2 separate regions of the Sus scrofa genome follow, and region 1 is linked to region 2. Evidence: chromatin contacts called from public Hi-C data. All regions are on one chromosome and are shown on one strand. The core of a region is the stretch at or near the end of the contact, and the rest is flanking DNA. Distances in the headings are between cores, read along the strand shown. Region 1 holds the start of CDYL (chromodomain Y-like protein). Region 2 holds the start of LOC110261697 (collagen alpha-1(III) chain-like).

Evidence for each region. Hi-C and Micro-C count contacts between places; a contact is called where the count stands out from the background.
Region 1: a contact with region 2 is called in a Hi-C map of embryonic fibroblasts, with 1.8 times the contacts expected there. The contact joins the promoter of CDYL here to the promoter of LOC110261697 in region 2. A contact is called at or near these places in 1 of 47 Hi-C or Micro-C datasets (embryonic fibroblasts) and 1 of 2 datasets of contacts at active chromatin or transcription factors (alveolar macrophages).

What each region holds. Positions count from the first base shown.
Region 1 is chr7:2,843,618-2,850,562 of Sscrofa11.1, reverse strand. It overlaps CDYL (chromodomain Y-like protein), which reads right to left and starts at 4,660. Exons shown (of 7, transcript XM_021100128.1): 1 at 4,251-4,660. The coding sequence starts at 4,274.
Region 2 is chr7:2,244,197-2,250,719 of Sscrofa11.1, reverse strand. It overlaps LOC110261697 (collagen alpha-1(III) chain-like), which reads right to left and starts at 2,341. Exons shown (of 3, transcript XM_021099999.1): 1 at 1,900-2,341; 2 at 1,106-1,813. The coding sequence starts at 2,341. PXDC1 (PX domain-containing protein 1) reads left to right here and starts at 1,734. Exons shown (of 6, transcript XM_001928852.5): 1 at 1,734-2,595. The coding sequence starts at 2,340.

The DNA.
Region 1 (6,945 bases), core at 3,411-5,910, 600 kb before region 2:
TCGGAGCTGCAGCTGCCGCCTACACCACAGCCACAACGATGCAGAATCCGAGCCGCAGCTGCGACCTACACCACAGCTCACGGCAACGCGTGATCCTTAACCCACTGAGCGAGGCCAGGGATGGAACCTGTGTCCTCAAGCAGACCAGTCAGGGTCATTAACGGGAACAGAGTGGGGACTGCGGATCCCAACCTTGACAGCCAGCCCACCACGTGCCCAAGAGATGCTGGTTCGTCTTGACCAACATCCACACCAAGTCTCCGGATCTTTGTGACTCCCGTGTGAACGACACCCGCAGGTTTTCTTTACAACTGTGCTTTTGGTCGAAGTACATAAAATTCCTGGGTGCGTGGGAGACTCTTACCCCAAAGTAAGGAGAGAAACAGGGAAGACTCAGCTTTCCTCCTCGATCTGATCGCCCTTCCAAACGCATCGACTTTAAGGCACGTTTGTAAGCCAGGCTTAATTTCATTCTTAAAAGTCTGCTTCCATTTTTTTGGCCTCTAACGTGCCCGTGTGGGATAAATGTTTCCTCAGGAGGCCAAGACGGTCACTGAGCTCACTCGAAATTTAAATTAGCTATTGGAGTAGTTCTGGGGGCGGGGACCTACACCCGTGGAGAAAAGGAACCCTGAAGACACACCACAAGAACCCACTTCCGCGGTCTTAGAGATTCCTTGCTCGGTCCCACAAGGACTCACCTACTGAGGTGAGAGGAATCTCGCAGTTTTCTTTGGCGACATAATCAACGGAGCCACGCTTTTAAATCTCAAAGGAAAAAAGGCTGGCTTTCAGAATTTGGGTGGTTCTTTTGTGTTTTGTTTTCTTTTAATTTCTTTAAGAATGGGAGAGAAAGCGGTTCCTAGGATAAGGTAACCGTTTAACACCAGAGTGTAGCTTTTCATCAACTCCAAACTGCTTTCACATGTTAATGCACGGACGCCTCCGAGCCTCCAGGGCGTCAGCATCACTCCACTTAGAGCAGCGGAGGGCGGGAGACAGGTACCTAAGACCACAGCGGCGGGGGTCCTGGCCTCCGTCGAAAGGAGGGGATCCCAGGCCTTGCGGCTCTAAGGCCAGAGCTGGGATTGGGGCTGGAAGGCCTTTGCTCCCCTCCCACCACCCTGACGCCCCAACCCCAGGGTCAACTTCGGCTTCAGAACAGCGAACCATCAGGCAGAGGTGAGCAAACGCAGGCCCACCCGCAGTCCTCATGGAACCCACGGGCGAAGGCTCTGATTTACATTTTTAAGTGATATATGTATATATATTTTAAAGGAAGACTATTCCATAACATGTAAGAATTCCACGAAATTTGAGTTTTACCGCCCATAACGGTTTCACTGGCGCTCAGCACCCACTCCTTTAGGCCTGGCCCGCAGCTGCTTCTGCGCTCCTCCGGCAGCGCGTGGGGCCCGCCCGGCCTCCGGCGGGGATAACCTCCTGGCCCTCCACACAAAGGTCACGGCCCGACCCAAAGGATGCTGGTCTTCTTGTGAAAACTATAAAGTTCGAAGTGCGGTAAATGAAGAGCATCCCCTCCATCCTGGCTGCTAGAGATGCTGGGGCTCAATCGAGCCTGTTCTTCCAACCCGGCAAGGCCAACACCCGGACCCGTCTTGCTCCATTCCCTTATTTTTGGTCCCCACGCCATGGTTACAACAACCACGTCAACAGTCACGAAGCACCTACACACCACACACCAGGAGCCGTGCTCATACGTGCTGGAGATCTCACTGGGGGTGGGGGTGAGAAAGCAGAGGCTTAGCGATCAGGCAATGCGCCCAAGTTCAGAGGCGACGACGGACCCGCGCTCTTCACACGCCAAACTACCGCAAAAGGCAAGACTCTGAACGCCCTCCTGCTACAATATCCTTCTAGAACTGTGGAGCTTGAGGCCAAACATGAAACTTCCACTTCAATGAGGCAGAACTGGACCACATCAGGCAACTAATGCCCCAGGCCCTGGGTACGAACACACCTTAGTGTCGTCTCCCCCCCCCAAAAAAAACCCCACACACCTGTCAGGCAGGCTGCGGTGTTACACCTACAACTGCTACTGTTTCTGCCCCACAAATGACACCACTTTGATCAAAACAGTACAATTCCATATTTTCAGAAACAAAACCTGGCCTCAGAGAGGCATGCTAGGTCAGCTAACACTCAGAAGGTGGCACTTGGTCTCTGGGAGCCGTGGGTATGCTTTGCATATCTTTCCATTTGAACTTCACGGCTCTAGGAGGCAAGCCCTGGTCCCGGGTTTTACAGATGAGGACACCGAGCTTTCAAGGTTAATTTACTCCAGGTGACAGGGCCGGATTTCCACAGCTCGGTTTTCTGATTCCAAACCCACGCAGCACTTTCAAACAGCAACCTTCACTCCTAACAGCCTCAGTGTTGCCTTCAAGTAAAGGAGAAGTTAGATCTTTTTAAAGCACCGACCACCCCACCTGCTAGCACCTCAACTATCCTCTGAAGACTTCCCCAAACAAAAACTCAGAATCCTAAGTTCAGGTGCACACGTGCGTCCTTTCTCTGCAATGCACCCAGTTCTTTCCCAACGCGGGTCTTTGAGGACCTGAGCCAGTTCCATCCCTCAGAGCCCATCTCCCCACGGAACCTCCAGAGGGCAGGGGTTCAATAAACACGCTGAACAAACGCAAACTTTGTAGAAGATACGACCTGTAAATGCCTTCTGCGAGGAAAGTGGTGAGGAGAAACCCGGAAGGTACAGAGTAAACAAAGAAAGCTCTCAATTGGGCACACAACGCGCTGGTGGAACGGTTTTACCTTCAGGACAATTTTTTACACATGTGAGATACAACTTACGTATAAGGTGCTACCTTCACCCAAACACTCACGGAATGAGTTAACTGACTCAGTATTTATAGTCACAAAAATGAACGATGCGTGGATTCTCAAGCCCAAACGCTCAAAGAATAAGTCCATAGAGAAACCAAAGCCCTCCCACCCTCATGCTACGTACTTTCCCAGCTCTGTCTCGGCCTCTACTTCTGGGCCTTCCCCAGACAACACCCTCCTTCCTTCTTGAAAACCAGGAGATTTTTTCCCCCTTTGTCCAAACCTCCCCAGACAGTATCTTGAGCACAGTCTGGCATCGCTAAGGTGTAAAATGGTTGAAGAGAATGGACCATGTTCAGTGCCAGCCAAGGTACACTGACCACGTACAATGTAAGGGCAGGCCACAAACCCACCACCAAGTCTACACATGGCAAAACCTCCTACAGAGAACGTTTGCAAACACTTGCTTTTCAAAAGCAACAGAAAGTTGCTAGAAGGCCATCACTGTTGGCAAGAGAGCTCCATTCGGTGCCAACTGCGATAACCCACTCCGGGAGAAGAGCCTGAAGAAGGTTCACCTGCTTCTTATGAAGGGTTCACGAGGGCCAAGGGGCTCTGCCTGTTACAGACGCTTGCACTTCCTAAGTCCCTAAACACCTCCAAGAGGTGAACCCAGAGAGTTTCCACAAGTTTTAAGTCTCTCATGAAGATGTATATACGGAAATATATACGCCACAGAAGAACCCTTTATCCAAAAGAACAGAAAGGCTTCCAAGCTTCCATACTCCCGGGAAGCCGACTTTGCAACACGTCAAGAAGTTACATCGAGGCGTACAAAACATGTCTAAAGATTCCAACTGACAACCGCACAACTTGAAGTCGACGCTGGCAAACCCATCGCCCATAACTTACAGCTCTGATGGTGCCCCTTCTTACTTGCACCGCTGCGGCGCAAATGAATGACGGTGTATCAGCGTTAAATTTAAATTTCCTGGCTCTGGCCACAATGCTAACCTAATTAAACCATGTGGTCCACGCCGAGCATTTTCGGTGCGATATTTTGCATCGCTCGGGCCAGCACAGAGTCGGGAGGCAGTTGCACTCTTCTCTCGCCCCCCCAACACCGGAGGCAAACCCTCCCCGAAGCGCTCCGCCAAACGGCCAGGAGAGCACCCCCGCGCCGCCCACAGACCCCGCCGGGCGGTGCCGGGGGCTCCGCACCCACCGCCCCGCCGCGGGCACTTTGGGCTCCGTCCGAGCAAGTCGCTCGCGTCAGCGCTCCTGCCCGCGGCCGGGACCCCGGGCCCCGCAAGTCGGGCGCCGCCGCCGCCGCCGGGCCCGGGCGCACGCGCTTCCGTCCAGCAAACTGCGGCCGGGGGGGAGGGGGCGGCGGGCCGGCCGTCGGGCGGGGGCCGGGCGGGGCGGCGGGCCGGGGGGAGGGGAGGTACCTCGTACAGCTCCTCGGAGGCCATGGTGGGCGGCGGGGCGGGGGGCGCGGGGGCAGGGCGGGCGAGGCGCCGCGCCGCCGGCGGCCGACACTTTGTTTCAGTTGGGTCCCTGCGTGGCCTGCGCTTCCTGCTCCGCTCGGCTCCGGCGCCGGGCGCAGCGCGGACCGGCCGCTCACTCCTGCCGGTGCGGGCCGCCGGCCGGGTTGTGCGCAGGAGCAGCTGCGCAACGCGCCCTCCGCGCCGCGCTCACTCCCCGGCGGGCCGGCTCGGGCTCGGGCTCATCGCGCCGCCGCGGGGCCGGGCCGGGCTGGGGCGGGCGCGGCGGCGGTGCACGGCGGCGCGCTGGCTCCGCGGCTCCCCCTCTCCGGTGTAGTGCAAGAAGCTTCCTACTTGCGACCAAAAAACCTGCCCCGGCTACTGAGCATGCCCAGTGCAGCCGCCCGGCCCGGCCGAGCCGCGCTCCCGCGCTCCGGGTTTTCGGGCCGCCCGCGCGGGAGGGGCGGGGCGGCCGGCGGGCGGGGCGGCCGAGGGGAGCAGCGGGCTGCGCTCCGGGCGCGGCGGGCGGGCGGCCGCGGGGGGCCGGCCGGCAGGAAGGGGAGGAGCCCGGGCGGGGGCGGGGCCGGGCGAGGCGGGGGCGGGGCTGGGGCGGGACCCGACTCGCCCAAATGCCCTCGCGGAGGTCGGACCCGGCCGCGGCGCCCGCCCGCCTCGACGTGGGAGCCGAGCTCTGGGGCGGGCGGGCGCAGGGCGGCGGCGGCGGCGCGCTCGGGGGCAGGCGCCGGCGGCCCCGGAGTTGGCCAGGGGACCATGGGGCCGGGCCACCCCGCGAACCGCGCCCGCCGCCCCGACGGCAGCGACGCGCGGCCTCTCCCCGGAACGCGCGGAGCCCCCGCCCCCGGGCGCCCGCCGCGTCGCCCGTTCCGGCCCGGGCAGCCTGCGGAGGGCCGGCGGCGTGGCCAGGTGGAGCCCCCGCCCCACCACGTGCCCGCCTCCCCCGCGGCAGCCGCCAAGACCCGGAGTCGGAGCGCGCGCCCGCGTGGGGCCCGGCACGCGCGCTCGGCGGCAGGCCCGGGGTGGGGGCCGGGGCGGGAGCCCGGCGCAGTCGAGGGCGGCGCGAGGGCGCGGCCGCCTCCTCTCGGCCCGCAGCTTCCCCCACGCCGGGCCTCCCTGTTCCTCTTGGAGCGTCCGCCTCCTCCGAAGGGGAGCCGGGAGGAGGGGCCGGAATCTGGGCTCCAGGGAGGTCTGGGTTCCAAAGGAACGAAGCTGTCAGTGGTGGTTCTCCTTGGGGGGGACGGTGTGGACAACTAGGCGACCAGCCCTGCCGGGACCACAGCGATGGGCTGGCCCTTCCTCCGCCTGGCAGGGGAGCAGGGCAAAGTGGGGGCGGCCCGCGCGCGGGCTAGCTCCCAGGGCACACCTGCCGGGACACCGGACGCTTCCCCATCCGTGTGGAATGAGGAAGGGGCTGCCCGGCCTGACTCCCACAAACAGCCGCAACTCCCAACCTTCCTGCGAATAGAGCGGAACTTCCCCCCCGAGGCACCGCAGAGACAGGCTTACGCTGTCCCCCACCCCCTACGGCAGGAAGACACCACCAAAGCCTCATCTCTCCCAGGGCATCCTCTCCTGCCACCCCGTTCCCGGTGCTCTGTCTAGCTCCAGTTCCCAACTGACCTCCTAGAAACCAGGCTCCTCCCACCAGTTTTCTTCCTAAAACCCAATTCGATCGTGCCCCGTTCGCACAGTTTAGCAACCGCAAGGCTTTGCAGAGAGCCCGCTGAAGCTTCCTGCCCTCCCCACGCCCACGAACAAGCGCCACGCTTGCCCTTAAGTCACTTGAAGTCGAATCACCACTGCCTTCACGCCGACGCTTCTGCCTGCAGTTCCCTCTGCCTGGAATGCCCCCTTTCGACCTTAAACTCCAGCTCCGACGTCACATCAAAAGCAAAGCTTTCTAACTTCTAGGGCAAAATTAGTCACATTCCCTCCCCAGCCACTCAGGCGTGCTCCAGCGGCGCTTACCTCCCTGTCCTCCGTCCGGTCCACTCCCCTCCCACCCCCATTTCTAGACGGTGACCTTCTCCCGGATCTCCAAATGCGGTTGGCAGCCCCCCACCCCGCACCACTGCCTCCGTATAAAAGAAGTTTTTATTCAGTGAATTGTAGTTCCAATGGCCACAGCAAAGCCCTGACACCTGATACACCTCCGATCCCCACCACCAAATGCGTGGACGGTAGAAGCACGTGTTAAAGTCCCACCTTCTCTTCCCGTCCAGGCGCTCCCCCCACCCCCAACAGAGGGCCCAGCCAATTCTCTTTCCCACCCCCAAGCAGTAGCGCCGCCTCCTTTCAGTTGGCACTTGTGCATCTGCTGATTTATTTATTATTATTTATTATTATTTGCTGCATCTGCTTAGCGTCTCTCTAGGCACACAGTCATCACCCTAAGTTGGAAGCTCCTTGAAGGCAAGGACTAGAACGGTGGCATGTGCTCCAAGTCTCAGCTATGCTCGCCCCTTACTGCCCACGCTCAGACTCACCGGCGGCGGTTCAAAACCACACAAGCGCAATAACATGTGAACAAAAAGGGGATTCTCAGTGTAAAAGGAAGGACGCATCGCACTTAGAAACTTGTACACAATCGCAGACCCGCACACTCATAAACACTTCCTTTTCTCACGGCCGTCACCTAATG
Region 2 (6,523 bases), core at 1,092-3,591:
GTAGGTCAAAGATGCAGCCTGGATCCTGCATCACTGTGGCTGTGGCTGGCAGCTGCAGCTCTGATTCGACCCCTAGCCTGGGAACTTCCACATGCTGCAGGTACAGCCCTAAAAAGCAAAAAAAAAAAAAAAAAAAAAAAAAAAAAAGTAAAAAGTCTATATCAATGCAAAGGATTAAAAAGTGGCAGGTCATTGCATTTCACTCTGAATTTCTGTAATGATTAGTGACTTCTGAGTTGTTATTTTTAACTCTCTAGTTTCAGGTGTCTTTAAACAAACAAACATCCTGATAGGAAAATGCTTCCTTCTCTTCAGTGACCAGAAGCGCCGGGTGCAACTGAAGGGCAGCCTCACAAAGTCAGGTCTCCTGGGCAACAGGGAACGAAGCCCGGATTGTTCCTAGAAAAGACTGTACAGGAGGCATAAAAGCACCGTAATTCTGGCTTTAAAGTCGAAGAGCCACTGCTCAGCCCAGGGGCAGTGAGAGGAGGCAACGTGCCCACAGAGGTTGAGGATGGGGCTTTGTGGGAAGAGGTGAAACTCTGCCCTGCCTGGCTCCCCCCGCAGCCTCCCTCCGCCCCTCCTGCGACTAGGTGGCCAGTCTCTCAGTCACCAGCACTTAGTGACCGCTGCCGCATGGCGGGGTCCCCAGGCGGTGGAAAACACCTTCTCTTCCCAGTTTACACGGAAAATGGGAGGTAAAGATAAACTTGGATGATGAACTTTGAAGACAGGATAAGGGCAAATCACTGAGTAAAACGTGTGTGTGTGTGTCTGTGTCTGTGTGTCTGTGTGTGTGTGTCTGTCTCTCGGGAAACGGGAAGCAGGGGTGCGCACCTCTCGGTCTGGATTGAATCAAGTCACCGGCAACCTGCCCCGGCCCCAGTCCTTTCTGCGCCCAGGCTCTTTCTCCACCGCCTGGGGCGGGGTGAGGTCCCTGCAGCCTCTGGAACCAACTTGCAGTTCTTGAACTAACTTCCGATTCTGGACCTATCGTTCGAAATTTCTTCCCAATTAGGAACAGCGTGAGGAGCAGGCCGCTGTGAACCAGAGTTCTGCAGGCGGGCGGCTTCCCCGGGTCCGCTTCCGAAATCCCCTCGCTCACCTAGGGCCCCCGCTGCCGCGGGGATGCTCTTTCCCACCGCGGGTCGGTCCCACTTCTCAGCAGGGAGGTCCCCTCTCCTTTTGGAGGGCGGCCCCTCGGCTGGCTGGCGCGGGCCTGTCTGTCCCGCCGCGTCCCCGTCTGTCTCCAGCCGCGTCCGGGCCAAGGCCAGGCAGCGGCGCGACTGGAATGCGCGGGGGCCGCGGGGCGGGGGCCGCCCCAGCCCGGCCCGGCCCAGGGTGGATGGGGGGGCGGCGCGCAGTGGAGAACCTGGCAGACGGTCCCGGCGCCAAGTCCCCGGAGCCCGTGCGCCCCGCCCTCGCCCCCCGCCCGCACACGTGCCACTGCCACCCCCTCGCGGGCCGGGTGGGGCGCGCAGGATCGAGAAACGGAAAGACAAGAGTCTCCCCAGGAACCCGGCGGGCACAGGCCGGCCGGCCCTCCCACCCCCAGTCTCGTCCAGTCCGGGCCGGCGGCTCGGGACCCGGAGCGGAGGGGGGAGGCGGGAGGCGGGGCCGGCGCTGGGGTTTCCGCCCCGCCCGGCGGCCGGGGGTCCCCGCGGCCCCAGCAGCGCGGGCTCGGGAGGCGGCGCGGGGCGCGGCGGCCAGGCCACCCCTCCGCGCGCGGCGTGTCCTCTTGCCTGGAGGCGGGGAAGGCGGAGGCGGCCGCGGCCTCGACGTCGGCGACCGCGCCGCCCGCGATGGGAAGTGCCTTATAAGCCTCGGCTCGGCCGGCCCCGCCGCTCGTAGCCTCGCCCTCCGGGAGAGCGCGCGGAGGCCCGGCCGACATCCGCAGACCCGCTCCGCCGCGACCCCGGGCCGGGACGGACCCGGACTCGAGCAGGCCTCCTACCGACCCGGTCTCCGGACGGAGCCCAAACGGACCCCGGCCCCAAGTAGACCTCGGAGGGGCGCCAGCCCGGGACTGAGCCCGGGCAGACCCTGACCGACTCCGGCTCCGGACAGATCCCAGGTCTCTTCGACTCTGGACAGACCTCGGACGGACCCCGGCGCCGGACCGACCCCAGGCCGGGCAGACCCCGGCTCCGCGCAGATCCCGGACCGATCCCGGCGCCGGACGGACTTCGGGCGGACCCCGGCCCTGGATTGACCCCGGCTCCGCGCAGATCCCGGGCAGATACAGGCGCCCGACGGACTCTGGGCGGACCCCGGCCCCGGGCTGCCCCCGGCCCGGGCGGGCGCGCCCCCTGCCGGCCGGGGCATGCGCGGCCCGCGGCATGGCCTCGGCGGTGTTTGAGGGCACGTCGCTCGTGAACATGTTCGTGCGCGGCTGCTGGGTGAACGGCATCCGCAGGCTCATCGTCAGCCGGCGCGGCGACGAGGAGGAGTTCTTCGAGATCCGCACCGAGTGGTCGGACCGCAGCGTGCTGTACCTGCACCGCAGCCTGGCCGACCTGGGCCGCCTGTGGCAGCGCCTCCGCGACGCCTTCCCCGAGGACCGGCCGGAGCTGGCGCGCGCGCCGCTGCGCCAAGGTGGGCGCGGGCCCGGCCTCGGGGCTGGGCTCTCGGGGCACTGGGTGGGAGTCGGGGACCGGGGGGAGGGTGCGGGCTCCTTCGACGTGCAGGGAGAGGGGCTCCGCCTTCCCCCAGGCGAGGGGCGCCCGGGCCGCAGTGGCAGCGGCAGGAATCCGCACATCGGCACCGTGGCCCCTGGCCGAGGCTGGTTGCCTTGACCATCACCAAGGTCAACCACCGTCCAGCGCTGGCCGCGGCAGGAGGGGCGGGGGGACGTTTGGGAGAGTTCAGCGCAGCGTCCGGCGGGGGTCGCGCCGTGTCTGGCAGCCCCTTCGCGGTCCTAGCCGGGCAGGGCCGCGCCCCTTGTCCCTGCTGACCGACGTGCGAGGTGCCACGTGGCCTCTGTCATTCCAGGAGGGGCCCCGCGGGGTGCGTCCGCATTCGGGTTTGATTAACCCTGGCCGCCTCCTCCCGAGCCTTGTGACTTTCCTGGCTCTTGGGGACTCGAGTTTCAGAGAACTGGGTGGCTTCCCACTTCCTACTCGCGGGCTGGCGTTTGGAGGCCGCGGAGAGGAGGTTGGAGGGGAGGAAGCCAGACCCGAGGTTGAGAAGGAGGGACTGGGTCAGCCCCCCACCACACCTGTGCGGCCACCTGCAGCTCTGAGACTCTGTGACGCCTCCCAGAGCCGTCCTTTAAGCAGGGCCTGGGCACTTTTGGGGGCACTTCCTGAAGAGACATAGTTTACGGAGGGTCCCCATTTACCGAGGGTCTCCGAAGCTGCCTGTCTGCCTGAGGTCTTGCGGTCTCCAGCCCCCCTGGTGACAGCCTCACCCCAGCCTGTGAATTCTGTGGATAATTAGCTCATTCTCATGACACATCCTCTGGCAGATGCGTCACTTGGACAGGTTCCCGAAGCCAGAGGGTTTGCAGGCCCTGAGTGAGACCGCCTGCTCCTGGCCTGGCACTTGTGGCTGCTCTGGGGGTGGTTCAGTAGCGTTTCAAGCAGGGCAGCAGTTTACCTTGATTTACTCCTTGGCTGTGTGAGTTATTATATTTTTAATTTAGCAAATGAAGGTCCAAGCCCAGGAAACTTAGACTGAAGGAACAATTTGCTCAGTGACTTGTGTCCTTTCTGGAACAAGGTGGGGTGAACAAGCAGGAGCCCCAGAGCCTGGGCAGAGAGCCTGCCGTCCCTGCCCTCCCCTCTGCCCCCCCCCCCCCGTCCCTCTCCTGCTCCATATCCACCCCCCCAGCCTTACTCTGTTGGGGACCCAGCTCGGCTGTGACCCGGGGCGGGCTCTGGAAATCCGCTCCCGTCTGGCCCCTCCCCCGCAGCACAGTCCCCGATGCCCACTTGTGAGAACAGAGGTTCATGCCCCGTGTCCCACGTAGTGAGCCCTCCGTGACTGTGGCCTTCGTTGTCCCCCTTAATGGCTGCTGGCTGCCGGGGTTGTAGATGGTACGGAGGAGGTGTAGCTTTGGTCGCCTTGGGGGCTGGTGGGGACACCGCCTCATCCAGAGCAGAAGGCAGGTGTGCGTGAGGCACATGACCTGCCCTGCACACGCGCCTGGCTCTGTCCCTCTGTGCGAGTTGTGCCGGGTCCGTTCTGGGTTTGGGAGGTGTCAGCGCACAGTCCCCCACAGAGGGGGCCCTCCAAGGAGACAGGGCCAGGAAGAGGGGACCCCCAGGGAGAAACCAGATGCTAGGGGATACGAGAGCTGTTTCCAAGTGTCTGAGAAGGAAAATGAGAAGTGAGTGTTAGAGGAGGTGGGGGCACAGGGGGGGTCGCGGCTGTTAGATGCGGGTCTGGGTTGCGTGTAAAGCCTGTGCCGACAGCCCTGGTGGGACGGGGAATCGTTGTCCTGGCTGGAGGCCTGACCGGAGGGGGCCTCCCCCAGGGCCAGCTCAGCTCAGCACCGGGGAGAGGTGAGGGCGGCCCCGGGGCCCCAGGAGGGGGCATCCATCCCCTGCTCTGGTCCTCGGGTCTCCGCTGGGTGGCACGCTGGCCCTCCCCCGGCACCACCCGAGTTCCCAGCCTCCTCCTCCTCCTCTTTCAGCTCCCTTTAATTCCGGGAAAGTTGTTTTCTAAGTAGAATGTGTCTCCGTTATGTAAAGGAAGATCCCACCTTTTTCCAGGCTGATTAATGATTTGCATGAAAAGATTGGATGCACAGGCCCTACCCGCCAAAGGCATCAGATGCGTGTGGTGCTGGAGAGGCCGTGTTCTCAGTGCCACTCGGCATCGGATCCCTTCCATTAAAACTCACCGAGTAGTTCTGGCCTGGCTTAGACTGGCAGGCTTGTCTCATCAGAAGCTCTGTGGACACTTCCGGGTTCCACAGGCTGAGCGGGCAGCAGGCCGGTCACTCTCATAAATGTAGGACCGAAGACCTGCAGAGGGTGGGGAAGCCTCGGCCCCCGCCTGCATCTTCAATTCGCTGTGCGGTCAGGCAGGTGCACAGCCTGTGTCTGGGGCCCCGGAGCACTGCCGTGGGAGCAGGCGTGGCGGGGGCACGTTCCCTCTGATCCACGCACGCGTGGGTGCTGGCCTTGGCCACACATAGTTTCCAGGTGGCATGTGGGCAGAGGTCTTTAACCCCTGTGTGGCCTGGCGGCGCAGGGCCCTCTGTCTGGGCGGAGCGCGGGGCCTGTCTGGTTTCTGTTCTTCTCCTTGGTGCCTTGGCCTCTCACCTCTGCACCCGGCTCTGACACACCCACCCTCCATCTCTCGTCCCCCTGCCCGAGGGGACAGAGGTGCCCTTTCTGCTTTTTCCACACAATGACACAGGCGGGGCCGAGTCTGACTTAAATCTGCTCTATGTAATATTTAACGTGGTTCAGGGTTTCCTGACCAGACGTGGCGAGCTCTCTTGCCCGCCGCGGCTCTCACAATTGGGAAGGTTTACTTTAAGACAGACGTGCAGGAGTTCCCGTCATGGCTCAGCGGTAACAAACCGACTAGTATCCATGAGGACACAGGTGGGATCCCTAGCCTTGCCCAGTGGGTTAAGGATCCCGCCTTGCTGTGGTGTAGACAGGCAGCTGTGGCTCTGATTTGGCCCCTGGCCTGGGAACCTCCTTATGCCACAGGTACGGCCCTAAAAAGACTAAATAAATGAATAAATAAATAAATAAACAAATAAAAGACAAATGTGCAGAATTTCCCCAATGACTGTTTGGGGCTCTTGCACTATTTTGATTTTTTAAAAAATAATGCCCATTCCAGCACTGCAGCCCAGATTCTACTTCCAAAGTAGTCGGGTGATCTTTGATTCCTGATGACTGAAAAACCAACATTTTGGTTTTTTATTCGCTCACCAAGTGCCCAGTGGGTGCCTCCCCTGTGCTGAGTGTCGCCTAGGTTCTGGGGACACAGCAGCAACTAGAACAGACACAAAACCTCTGCCCTTGTGAGTCTCTTCTGGGCGAGAGATATCCAGTGATAAAGATAAGTTACAAAATTACCTGAGCTGGGTGTACATGTTCAGAAGAGAAGAAAAGTAGGAAAAAGAGTTGCTATGATTTGTCGGGGTCGGGGCGGGGGACCTCACTTTCAGATGGGCTGGTCCAGGAGGGCTCAGAGGAAGTGACCTGGGAGTCAAGACTGGAGGAAGCAGGGCGTGAACTCTGTGGATACTTGGAGAATAGCTTCCAGGCAGCGGCCAGAGCAAGTGCAAAGGCACTGAGGCCAGCGTGTGCCCAGTGGCTCTAAGTAGTGAAGAGCCCATTGTTGCTGGAGGGGAGAGAGGGGGGTAGAGGAAGTGGGAGGTTGGGGGTGGGGAGTGGACAGTCCGCTCAGAGTGGGGCTCTTGTTCAGAGGTGGGCAGCTTCCATCAGAGAGCTCCCAGCAGGGTGTGGCTTGATGTGCCTGCTGGGCACTCTGGCTGCTGTGCTGAGCAAGGCTGGGCGGAGGATGGGGGGAGGCAGGGGAGGTGTGAGAAGGG